Linked DNA regions of Arachis hypogaea: region 2 is linked to region 1. Evidence: chromatin contacts called from public Hi-C data. All regions are on one chromosome and are shown on one strand. The core of a region is the stretch at or near the end of the contact, and the rest is flanking DNA. Distances in the headings are between cores, read along the strand shown. Region 1 overlaps LOC112696170 (RNA demethylase ALKBH10B). Region 2 has its middle 20 kb from the start of LOC112696172.

Region 1 (6,381 bases), core at 2,114-4,613:
ACAAATACAAAACGGTTTTAAAACTGCTACTTAAAAAAGCGCGAAAAGACTAGGGACAAAGCGGTCTTTGCGTGCGGGGTTTTTTAACCCATTATGAGCATTTAATGTTCTGCACGAGGAACGAGGTGACAAAATGATCGTCCCAACAACGAACGGGCACGCGCACGAGAGGCACGTCCCCTCCACGGACGGCCGACCTGGCGACAACGCGTGAGAGAAGAGGTAACACGCCACCAACAGTCCACGCGACTATTGCTGGCGCGTTGGGGGCACTGTTATGGCCTGGCCCAAACCGAACTTTGGGCCGCCCCAACCCCCGAACCACCCGACCTAAATAGTCGGGTGTGAGGCACTCATCCGCCGACCCGGACACGCGTCTAGGATAGCTGGCCACCACGGCTGTACAAGGAAGCTTCGAGGAAGGTGGGTTCTGCCCTTGCGGGACCCACCTCTGACAAAGTATATAAGGGGAGGGTCCTACCCCTCCCCCAAGGTACGTCATAAACCACTTTACCGCTTTCCCGCCTGCACACTCGACTAACTTGGGCGTCGGAGTGTCTTTGCAGGTGACACCCCCCAGCATCGAGAGCTCGGAACGTCGGCTTCGCCGCTTTGCCCTTGCAACCCGATTCCAGGCTACGCCCTTCCCGAATCGTTCGGTATCTGACACACTGAACAATAACAGAATCTGAAATAATAACAAATTTTTTTGTTATTCAAATTTACCTATGTTGACGATAAGCTTCTGTAAGTACGGGGCCTTAAACTTTCCTAGGAAGTTTGACTCTATATGTCTGATACAAAACATGTGGAAAGCTCCAGGAGGAGAACATGCTCCGTTACTCTGAGCAATAGCTGAGTTGATGGACTCATGTCGATCGGAGATAAAGCCCATGCCGTCACGTGTCACCACATGCTGTCGCAAGCTACTGAGAAAAAAGTGCCACGCCTCAGATGTTTCTCCCACCACTATGGAAAATGCAATAGGCACGATATTATTGTTGTCATTCTGTGAAACTGCAACCAACAAATAACTCTTATATTTTCTATACAAATGAGTCCCGTTTTCCTGCACTATTGGTTTGCAATGTCTGAATGCTCTAATACAATGATAATAACTCCAGAAGACTCGATGTAAAACACGGATATTAGGAACTAAGTCATCACCCTAGTATGCAGGCATTGTTTCAAAGTGAACAACTGCTGATGGCTCTTTGTAACACATGGTCTCAAACCATATGGACAAAGCTTCATACGGTATAGTTAACCATACTTTGCGATAACTTACGGTATAGTTAAACTTCACTTGCACTTCCGCAATGACTGATTTCACCTTTATAGATGGGTCAGCTTCTACCAACGGCTTAATTGCTTCTGCAATTGTGTTGGAACCCAACTTCGAATGGTCTTGAGAAATGGTTGCTCTAGTACAAGTGTGACTACTATTATACCTTCTTATCTCCCAGCAGTACTTCTTGCACATTTTACTAATCCTGATCATCCAGTCACAACCTACACCATATTGTGTACATTTAGCATAGAATGTTGTTGGTTCCGACTCGTACACCCGATAATCTACACCTCGACGAATTGTATAATCTTTCATCGCCTTAATCACTACCTTCCTAAAACTGAATTTCATTCTCACGATGAATTCACCGTCCGCTATAACAGAAAGCTCTGCTACATTCACACCACAAAATATGTATTTTGATAAATAATTGTTAAATATATGTCTTAACCGTTGAAATTTTCTAATATTTATAATTTAAACATATAAATATAAATAAGTAATAAAATAAATATAAATAACTAATAATATACATATATACATATATATAAATAATAAAATCTATCAACATTTGTCATTTTTTAAAATATAAATATGAATAAGTAATAATAAATTATTAATCATAATATATAATAAATTATAAAATCTATCAACATTCCTGGTTTTTCAAAATATAAACATAAATAAATAATAATAAATTATTAACCACAGTGTATAATAAATTATAAAATATGCATAAACAATTATTAAATAATTAAAAATAAATAATCAATGCTACTTACTAAATAAAAAACCTTACTGAATAAGTAACTAATAATATAATTAATCATGCTACCTAATTAATATATAATATTTATCAATCATATATTGTATCAAAAATACATACTTACATTCATATAATGAGAAAATTTTGGTGCATGCATGGCCTCTAAATCTAGCGAGTCCATGAAAATAGGTTGGTTTATTTGTGTATTTGCCACCTCTGCCACATCTGCCTCCATAGTGCCATCAGCCTGATCTTCGTCTCCACCTGAATCAATGACTTTATAGTTACTTTCAAACTCCTCCTCGCTATCACTGTTATAATCTTTCAACTCAATATTTTGGTCTGCTTCAGATTGTTCAAACTCAATATACAGTTCGATGAACGATATCTATATTCGAATTTCCATATACACTGAAAACATATCGTCCATGTTCGCTTAATCAGTTACATATTTGATTTAAAACTAAACAAACCCACCGAATATGGATATAGGATGTCTATACAGAATGTACGACACTCTCCTAAATATTTGAGAACCGACTTTTCTCATAAATCACACCTTTTAATTCTTCAAACGACATTGTTAATGGAATAATGATATCTACCAGATTTTCGCACACAAATTTCACTCCTTCAGCTGTTTGTAACAAAATCTGTCCATGATAATAAATTTTTAACATCACTCTATCGTCCATTATGATATATTCAAATCATATGCTCTCAATCTTTGTATCATTGCTGTTGAAACAATGAAGAAGAATATAGAACTAGAGGAGTTTCAGAAGAGAGAATAGAGAGACAAAGAAGAAATGGACATGTTCAGCAAATTTTGGATATATATAAACCAACAAATTGGACGGTCTTACCGTGTTTTAATCGTTTAAATTTATTAAAGCATTAAAATCAGATAGTCTGATTTTATTTATTACGAATTTAAAAATGTTGCAGCCATCAAATCAGATCGTCCGATTTCATTACACATCACTATTTAAAAGCACACACAAATCAGACCATCCAATTTGTGTATTTTTTTCTGCTACAAAAAAATCAGACGGTCTAATTTTTCTCCCCTAGTTTCAAAAATTTAACGCCGTCACAACACTATATTACCCCTGCAACCTCCATAACTCAACGTTACACACATCTTTTAATCATATTAAAATTAATGAACCACAATCATTGACCTTTTTAACTTAAGATCTGGTGCAAAACTTAAAAAAAAGAAGTGTATGCAATTCATTTATATTGGGCCTCAGTCTTATTGGGTTTCATCATTAACTTAGAAACTATAGCACGTGCATTTTAGTAGCATCCCCTTCAAACGGAAGAGGTATATATAGAGACCAGAGTTAGATACGCACACATCGTATCACAACAGGATCAACAGAAACTTCACATTTCTCGTTTACTCTAATCTCTTTTTCCAATGTATTTCTTTAAATCCATTCTCTCCGACGATCCAGATTCCCCTGGATCTGAACATGATATCCGACAATACGCCTCACCCGCAAAACGCAACCGATCCTGATCCCTCCACATCCGACACCGCCAAGGCCTCCGCCGACCACAGTGACGGCGTCGATGGCAGCGGGTGGATTCGGTTCGGTGGCCTGATCAAAACCCTAACCTCCAAATCCGAATCGATAATCGAGACGTACCGCCGGGACCTCCAAGAATTCGGCACGGGACTCAAGAAGGAGATCGAGGTCGCCCATGGCTCCCTCGAGACGGTGGGCCAGGCCATCGATCAGTTGGGATCTACTGTTGTCAAAGGAACGGCCCAGATCATCTCCCAAGGTAAGGAAGCAATCCTAGCCGCCGATCTCGATTCCGATAACAATAGCAACAAAAGCACTAAAAGCCCTAGCAAAGATAGTAGTTGCTCGAATTTGAAAGGGTATAGTAGGTTTGAAGCTCAGATTCGTGCTATTCAGGGTGATGCTAGCACTTACAATGATGAGCCTGAGGATTTGGAAGAGTATGGAAAGTGGAAGTCATGATTTTCGTTGGAAGGGAAGGATGAGGAATTGGAGGGTTTTCTTAGTGAGAATGATGCTATGGAGAGTATTTACAAGAGGCTTGTTCCGAATAGCGTGGATAATGAAAGTTTCTGGTTAAGGTATTTCTATAAGGTATATAAGCTGAAAAAAGCTGAGGATGTGAGGGCTAGGCTTGTGACGACAATGTCAAGGGAAGAGGAGGATTTGAGTTGGGATGTAACAGATGTTGAAGATGGTGGTGGTGGTGATGGTGGTGAATTTGGTGAAAACTGAAAAGGGTGTGGTCGAAACAAAGAAATTGAGTGTGGAAGTGGGGGCAAATTCTTCTCAGGAGGAGTCTAAGGTGGAAAAGAGAAATAGTTCAATGCAAAGTGAAAGTAAGGAACATGGCAATGATTCTGTTGGGGAAACTAAAGTTGAGAGTTCAGTGATTGCTCAAAAGGCGGATGATGGAAGCAACTCATGCAAGGAAGTCGTGAAGGAAGTGGTTGAATCTGGGAAGAATAGTGATTATGCAGCTGGTTCTGATGACAAAGTGATAGTGGAAACAAAAGTTGATGATGGAAAACCTCCGGTGGTTGAGGCAAGTAAGAGCCTGGCACACGAGGAAGAGGAGGATCTCAGTTGGCATGAGATTGGGGATCTCAGTAGTATTGATGAAAAGAAGACAAGTCCGCCTCGGAGTGGAAGCCCAAGCAAAGTTGATGTGCGGAAGCGACTGAGTGTTGCAGAGGAAGAAGAAGCCTTGAGTTGGGACATTGAAGATGATGATGATGATGCTGTTAAGTCTTGAGACACTTGATGCTCACTGATCTGAGTTCTGGTGAGGCATAATTATGTAAGTGTGATTATGATTATTCTTTGATAAGTGAAATTAAATTAGCATTTTCTTTGTTTCTATGTATGTATAAATTGATTTAGAAATAGTGGTGTCATTTGTTTTGTCCTTCTTGTATGAAAGGCAATTGTTTCTATATAGGTTATCTTGTCTTTTTAAATTTGTCAGTTGTTTCGAATATTCATAAGATTATGATGACTTCAAACAGAATTTTGGATGACTCTTCATGACAAATTCCCTCACTATTTCTTTTATAAGTTAATCGCTCTGTTGTAATTATTAGTGCCAGCAAATTATCCTTTTTAAATTCAGAATTGGTTATAGTTGCATGGTTTGGAATACTCTTCTTTAAATAGCTCTTCCAGTTAGTCTAATTTGTTATATTAAAGAGCTTTATCAATGGAAACAATTAACCAGCAACTTGTTCATTTGATTTAAGTGTGTTGAAAGTTTGAAGTATAAGTAAGCACATTTACCTATATTAGTTCTCTCTAAACTAATAAACGTATCAAGTAGTGCCCGCTGAGTGAAAAAAATGAAGGTATGAAGACGATGGATGACAGATCAGAAAGTAATTAAAGAAACAAAAATCTTCATTGGAAGCATTTAAAGCAGTACCTTTCTATTTCAGTTAAAACAGTATGAAGATCAGATGTGGCAGTCCAGAAATGTTTGGAAACGCATCATTTGATATGTAAATGTACTGATATGTAAATGTACCAATACAGTATTAAGTAGATAAACATAACTTTGAATGATGTTGATGTTTAATATGAAAAATATAACCTATCTCTTAATTCACAGTTCACACTCTTCACATTTGAAAGCTAGATTTCTAAAGCCCTTAAACTGATTGGAACACCTACTAACCTGTTGTGAACTCTATAGTTTATACCTTATAAGCTATCCGTCTAATAAGTTCAAAAAGAAAAAGACGGGGGAGGGGTGAAAAATGGATAAAACACACTCTTCTAGCAGCAATCGGGCTCCTTTGTACAACAAATGGACATCCTCCACTGTTCCAAGGTAACTTTCTTGATTCACATTCCTTTGAAACCAGTGCTGCTTCTAAACTTAAATCTTACCTTAACCTCCAACTGTAATGCTGGGTTCAGAAGTTGATTCTCCCATATGTGAATTGGTTGGCGATGATAATGCCATAAGGCGTCCCTTTTGGGCTCGAGGTGGGAGATGCCTTGCAGGTTTCCTGGATGCTACCTTCCAAGGCAAGAAAACCCCAGTCCCAGCGCCACCAGGAAGTTTGCCAGGGTTCATTGCCATAGGGTGTACAGGATTTGTTAGCATGACCATTGGAGCATGAAGTATTCCCCATTTGGGCATCATGTCCATAGTCTCATAGCTGCTTACAGCTCCATTTGGCACAGCATATGGACTAGCAATGCCGGGTTGCCAAAGAGTCATTGCGTTTGTCATGGTAGGAGTTAGTGACTGGCATTGATTGGAGTCTGGCCTCACTCTAAAGAAG
Region 2 (6,381 bases), core at 2,583-5,082, 77 kb after region 1:
GAATCACTGTTATTGAGATTGTTGAGACGCTATGCGCCTGGCAGGGACGGTTTTGTTGGATCCCGACTGTCGAGGTAGTAGCGGCGGCGTAAGGGTGGTGTTTCGTCCCGCTTACGTTGAGATGCGAGGTCCGTGCCAATAGTATCCTGGTCGCTTCCCTTCGAATCACTAGAGTGTGCAGGTACAAAATCCTGGACGGTGTTCCGAGCACCATATCTCTAGGGTTGCCATTATGATTCCGAAGGGCGACATCTCCATGGAGATGTGTCGGGTTGGCAGTTGAACCGACAATGTGATATCACAGCCAATAGGGTAGGTATTCATCATGTGCTTCTTCTATCTGTTTGTTTGCTTTGCCGACTTGTAATTGCTTGCCTAATTGTATAACATGCCTAATTACCTATTTGAATTACTTGACATATATGCCTATACTTGTGTTTTACTTGCATTGTAATTAATTGTGCTTTCTACTGGGATTGACGAGGCTCGGTAGACGGTGACGATGGGATCGCATGGCGGTTAGGCTGGTGAAGACTGTGGGACAGCGGTGATTTGATAGTTAGAAATCCCTTAGGATAATTCACCCAATTTTATAAATGTTAAGTTTTGAAGTTATGGTTTTAACTTTAGTTATGCTTTAAGCTTGAATCTTGTGTTGATATGAAGCTCTAGGATTGCCTCTGGAGTCCTGGGGTCTTATATCTTACATTACTGGGTACTGTTATCATACTGAGAACCTCCGGTTCTCATACCATATTTTGTTATTTTTCAGATGCAGGTTCCAACCCACCTCGGTGAGTTGTTTGATGGTGACTAAGCGGAGGACCTTTATCATGTTATGAAGTTCTTTGATTTATTTTTATTAGTACTCTCACTTTTGTAGTTACTTTTACCTAGAGCTTTACTTTGAGAGAAAAACTTGTATAAGCTGTTTTACTTTCAAAACTCTGTATGTTAGTATTTAACTAGTCGGCCTAAACTCCACATGCTTAGACTAGTATCTTATGATTATTATACTCTTATATTTTGTTATATTATACCTATATATTGTGCATTAAGTTTGTAACTTCGAGTGTACGTTTTGCGATTTTCAAATCCTGTTTTTGAGCTTAATTCTTCATCGGACTTCTAGAATATATTATTCCTTCTATATATATTTATGTATAAGCTTTAGAATTGTCGTAACCTTTGATTAAACTTTGCTTTACGGCATGAGGCAAGGTTTAGGGTAATTAGGATGTTACAAACTCCCCTTTGGACTATCTCACTTTTCTACTGGTGCTATATTATTATTATTCTTATTATGTAACTGCATTTTGATTTCAGGTTCGTTTGCTTAAAGAAGTTTCGTTACTTTGTTGGAGAGGACACCAAAATGTGGCTATTTGTTGTTGAAAATTTATTTTTATTTTTTGTTGTGTTGACTATTGAATTTTTAAACTTCTTTAATTATCGTATTTTAATTTCTTTTGTCGTTGAATTTCATTAGTTCAAGACTTTTGTTAGTTACTGCGCATTTATGTTCTATGATCTCAATCATATGACTTTGTAAAAAAGTATGGCAAGTTTTTCTTTAAATTGATTGAAAAAATCGAACAACCCGAACCAAACCAAACTAATTTTAATTAGTTTGGTTTGATTCGGATGATCTCGATAAAAAAACTGAATCGCAGTTTAATTAAATGATTGGATTGAATGATTTTTTACTAAAAAACCGAATCAAATCGTACCGCAAACACTCCTAATGTGGGCTATAATTGGGACATTGGGTTTACCAAAAAGAAAAAAAAAAACTGATCATTCAAAATTTTTGGGAAGAACAAATGAATTTTCAATAAATACCATACCAAAAAATAAATTGAATTTAATTTATAATCGAGCATTAAAACGGCATATTTTTCTTTTTTATGTTACTTATTAAGAATGAGCATTTAGCAAGGCTTAATCAAATCCAGGCACATGCTCTACAAAAACAAAAGACAGCACATGTTCCACAGCACCACCACCGCATCTTCCGGCATCACCTTTCTTACCTTCGCCAATCTCTCCATCACTTTTGCAGCGCATGAAATATCTCTGCCCATCGCTTCCCTATACCATCAGCACATGTCATCACTATCGCCAGAAATCTTAGGCACTTCTCTACCATGGAACTGCTGGAGGCGATGATCTGCAGTATCTTTGAAATTGCTTTGGCAATTTTTGAATGGGCATGCTCGGGATTCGCCAATTGATTCACCGAAATCGAAGCCAAAAGCCACAAAATGGCCCAGTGAAGTCCCCCAATTCCTTCGTTTAGAAGCTTCACGAACTGTGACAATAAGCCTTGTGTTTCTGCGATCCACTGCTTGGATTGAAAATCGCCGGCGAGAAACTCCAAAACTCTAACTGATGCACTCTTCAATTTTGCGATCACAGTAACTATATAAAACTTACCTCACATTACTGTAACATAATCATTAATTACAGAGTCGGTTAAAAAAATTCTCTTTTAAATATCTATGCCAAAGTGTCAAATTTAGATTGGATGGTCAACATCTAGCCACCGTTAACCATGAGAAATTTAGCCACCAAAGAACTCACCAAAATATAATAGGAAACGACGGATACTTAGATGGATAAGTATTGAAATTGAATAAAAAATAAATTAAAATAAAAAAATATGTTAAAATTAAACATAAAGAAAATTATTTGATTTTTTATTTTATTTTTTTATATAACAAAAAAATTATTTAATCTAATTTTTTCATGTCATAATTTAGAAATTAAATAAAAAAAGTTATTCAATTTTTTATCTAATTTTTTGATGTAATAATTTTGGATTTGGATTCTCTAAAGTTTGAATTTTACTTTAGAGATTACAGTGTGATTTCTCACCATTGATTTCATAGGTGGGACCAAGAATAAATATGAAAGAGAAACTATTTAAGAGTAGAAAATCACACTTTACTCTCTAAAATGAAATTCAAACTTTAGAGGATCTAAATCCAATAATTTTTATGTAATAAGAGGAATTCATTAAATTTCATCACCAGACTAAAAAGTATTTTAGTACTTTTTTAATCTCTTTATAATGACTAATAATTTAAGAGATATATATAATCTTGCATAGGATTAAAGTAAAAAAAAATCACTAAATTTATTAATATAAAATTTAATTTATTAACTAAATAAATAAAATTAAAATTTTAATATTTAAAAATATAAATTAATAACTACTAAATAATATTTTTTATTTTTTATTTTTTTTGTCATGAAGGTCGGAACTTGGAAGCACTTACCAAAGTCATACTTCTGCTCTTAATATGCATAAAACATATGATCATAATTAGGAAGCGAAGGGTGGTTGGCATTATAAGACAAATATGAGTTTTTTCTCCCCTTTTCAGTTCACTATGGAAAAATCTAACATTTCTAGAGGAATCAACTTCTTCACCTTAGGTATATTCTTATAAATGGGGCCAAAATATTAAGCCATTAATTCAATGCTAAAAGTTGTTTGTCGCCTGAGTGTTTATTTTTAATTTTTACCAAATTATATATCAATATCGAAGGCCTTACACGGATATATGGGCAATTTTTTTCTTTTTTGAGAATGTAAAAATTATATTGTTCTTGATAAACAAAAAGTTTGAAAAGTCACCAAAAAAAAAAGTTTGAAAAATTATGTGACCCTCCAAATAATTTTTGTTAAATATAGCAACAAAACCGTAGATAGACATGGATCAAACTAAATGTTTTTTTTTTTTTTGGTTTTTTGGATCTTACATTGGAGGTCATATTTTTTGGTCAGGATTGAAGGTCATTTGAAGGCTTTATTATCCGCGAGTGAAATGGGCTTAACGGGTTGTACAAAAATCTAGGATACAAGTGGAGAGTCCACCCAAACCAAAAAATAAAAGGGGGCAGAAATAGGGCTGGCAATTCATACCCTACCCGCGGGTACCCAACCCGGTCCAACCCGTTCGGGTAGGGTAGGTTACCCTACCCGCAGCGGGTAGGGTAGGGTACGGGTTTAGGGTGTATCCTACCCGCACCTCATATATAACACATATTTTATAAAAATCTCTCTATATAATGAAGGAAGTGAGAATTGAACCCACAACCTTTCTTATGTAATGACTTATAATAAGTGAACAACCACTAAATTAGTTAGTTAATTTAGTAATTTAGAGCATTAGTTTTTTATTTTTTATGTTATTAATACGTATAAAATTCGAAATAATTGAATTTTATATTTACTTTGAAAAAATTTGATATTTCTGTGGGTAGGGTAGGATAGGGTAGGGTTTATAATTTTAGGGTTCGGGTAGGGTTAGGGTTGAGAGATTCTCAACCCGCAGATAGAGTAGGGTAGAGTTTTAATGAAATTTTCAACCCGCGAGTAGGGTTAGGGTAGGGTCCAAACCCTACCCTACCCTACCCATTGCCAGCCCTAGGCAGAAAGCTTATCCACTCACCCACATATGGGGGTGGCAAACGGGTGAGGTGGTCGTGAATTTCTTTTCCACTCCATCTAACGGTGGGTTAGTAGATCGATCGATGAAATCCGTCAAAATTTTTTATTTTTTTATAACACATTAAATATTAAACAATATATATAATTTCACAACCATTTCAATAAATTTATAATTTCTAAAGACATAAAAAATTATAATTTTTAAATTTATAAATATTAAAATCTTTATAATTATAAATATATAATAAACATAATTATAAACCAAGTGTTTTAAAACAAAATAATAAAATTAACATTGTCCAAAGCAAAATAAATATTGTCAAAAATATATAATTAAACATCTTTAAGTTTATAATTAATCAAACATAAAATATAATTCAAATATAACTTAGACCATTTTCAATTATAATCTTTATCCTCTTGTTGAATTAATAACATCATAAAAATTTGTAAAAAAATAGTTCTGACAAAAAAATACCAGGCCCGTCGAAAAAATCCGTTCCACCCCGCCAAAGCCCACATATTAGGCGATATAGGTTAGGCGGGCTTTTTAAGTTTGGCAACTTTAAATTTTTAGCCTAACCCACTTTTTTTGGTAAGTTACGCGGACCGGCCTAACAGGTTCGACTCATTTGCGATTCCTACCCACATATTATAAGGTTTTAGTTGAGTGACTAAACATGTCTTTTAATATATTACATTTGAAATCCAATATGATTAAGTAGTAGATAAAATCCTTAAATGTATATGAGTGTGTATAATATGTGTAAGTGTGTGATGCTCTGCCCAAAAAAAAAAATAATTAATGTAATTTGGTGCCTAAAATCATTGAACTTCTAAATACACCGGTTTAATAATGAATGTAGTTTTAAAAAATATTGCTATCTATAAAACTAATTAATTAAAAAATTTTAATTAAAGACACTAATATTTCAAAAATTATTGTGCATACAATTAATTCCATATTATCACATCAATAAATATAACTACTTTTCACAATCAATAAATAAATAATGCTATTATAAAATTTTTTATCCGCACTATAGGTTAAAATTTTGAAGAGACTCAAATCAGCTTATGAATTATGGTAGGAAAATATTGGTCATCATGTAATATTTTTTATTGGGTAAATATAAGAGAAAAAGAAAGAAAAACGAATATGATAGATGTTAATCATATAGAGAATGTAAACACTAAATCCAAATGTAATGAGCATTATCCTTTGAAATATGAAGAGGATGGGAAATTGTAGGAAAAATAGAAAACTTCATATAGAAAACATATATATAATCCAATAGAACTTACAAGCAAGAGGGCCCTTAGCTTATTTTGAATCCACTCAACAACTAACGAATCTTATATATTTTTTTATGCCAAACTCAACATTAATTACATTAATTATTACATGCACATACACTAGTGAAACATGGTATAATAGTTACCCTCTTTTGAAGGAAGCAATATTTGATGTTGTTCTGAGCTTCTTCCTAGAACTCTGAATGAACTCAGAAAAATGGTGATCTTTCTGGTTTTCCATCTTCTTATTAGCCTCATGATTTGATAATAATGCGGATCCACCAGCATTATTATTGTTATTAGTGTGCTCAGCTCCGTTAATTCCGTTCCTAACACGATCAATGAACTCTTTGAAAGCACCATTAAGATCGAGTGTCTCTTGTTGATGTTGTTGAATCTTCATTACTCCTTTGTTGTTGTTGTTTGTTGATGAAGCAGGTTGGTTCTTCCCTGCTGCTACTTGCTTTGGAGGTTCAACAACAACCTTGTTATGATTATTAGAGTAATCATAGTTGATGGGGATTACTGAACCTTGTTGATCTCCTCTTCCTCCTTCTTTGTTCATCTTTCTACTATTAGTTGCATGTTTTTTTGTGATTGTGATGGAGTTTGGTGCTGATGAACGG

The links. A called contact is a pair of places that touch in the nucleus more often than the background predicts.
Region 2: a Hi-C map of an unstated tissue shows a contact between it and region 1, with 4 times the contacts expected there. The contact joins two enhancer-like sites. A contact is called at or near these places in 2 of 8 Hi-C or Micro-C datasets (leaf and an unstated tissue).

The regions. Positions count from the first base shown.
Region 1 is chr6:13,882,923-13,889,303 of arahy.Tifrunner.gnm2.J5K5, forward strand. It overlaps LOC112696170 (RNA demethylase ALKBH10B), which reads right to left. Exons shown (of 7, transcript XM_025748791.3): 7 at 5,565-6,381. The coding sequence ends at 5,982. It also overlaps the pseudogene LOC112696171. Among protein-coding and RNA genes, the nearest start is that of LOC112696170, 9.7 kb to the right of the region's middle. Within about 2 kb of position 3,364, at least 1 of the 3 cell types and tissues checked has open chromatin away from gene starts, as enhancers often do.
Region 2 is chr6:13,959,444-13,965,824 of arahy.Tifrunner.gnm2.J5K5, forward strand. No RefSeq gene overlaps it. Among protein-coding and RNA genes, the nearest start is that of LOC112696172, 20 kb to the right of the region's middle. Within about 2 kb of position 3,833, at least 3 of the 3 cell types and tissues checked have open chromatin away from gene starts, as enhancers often do.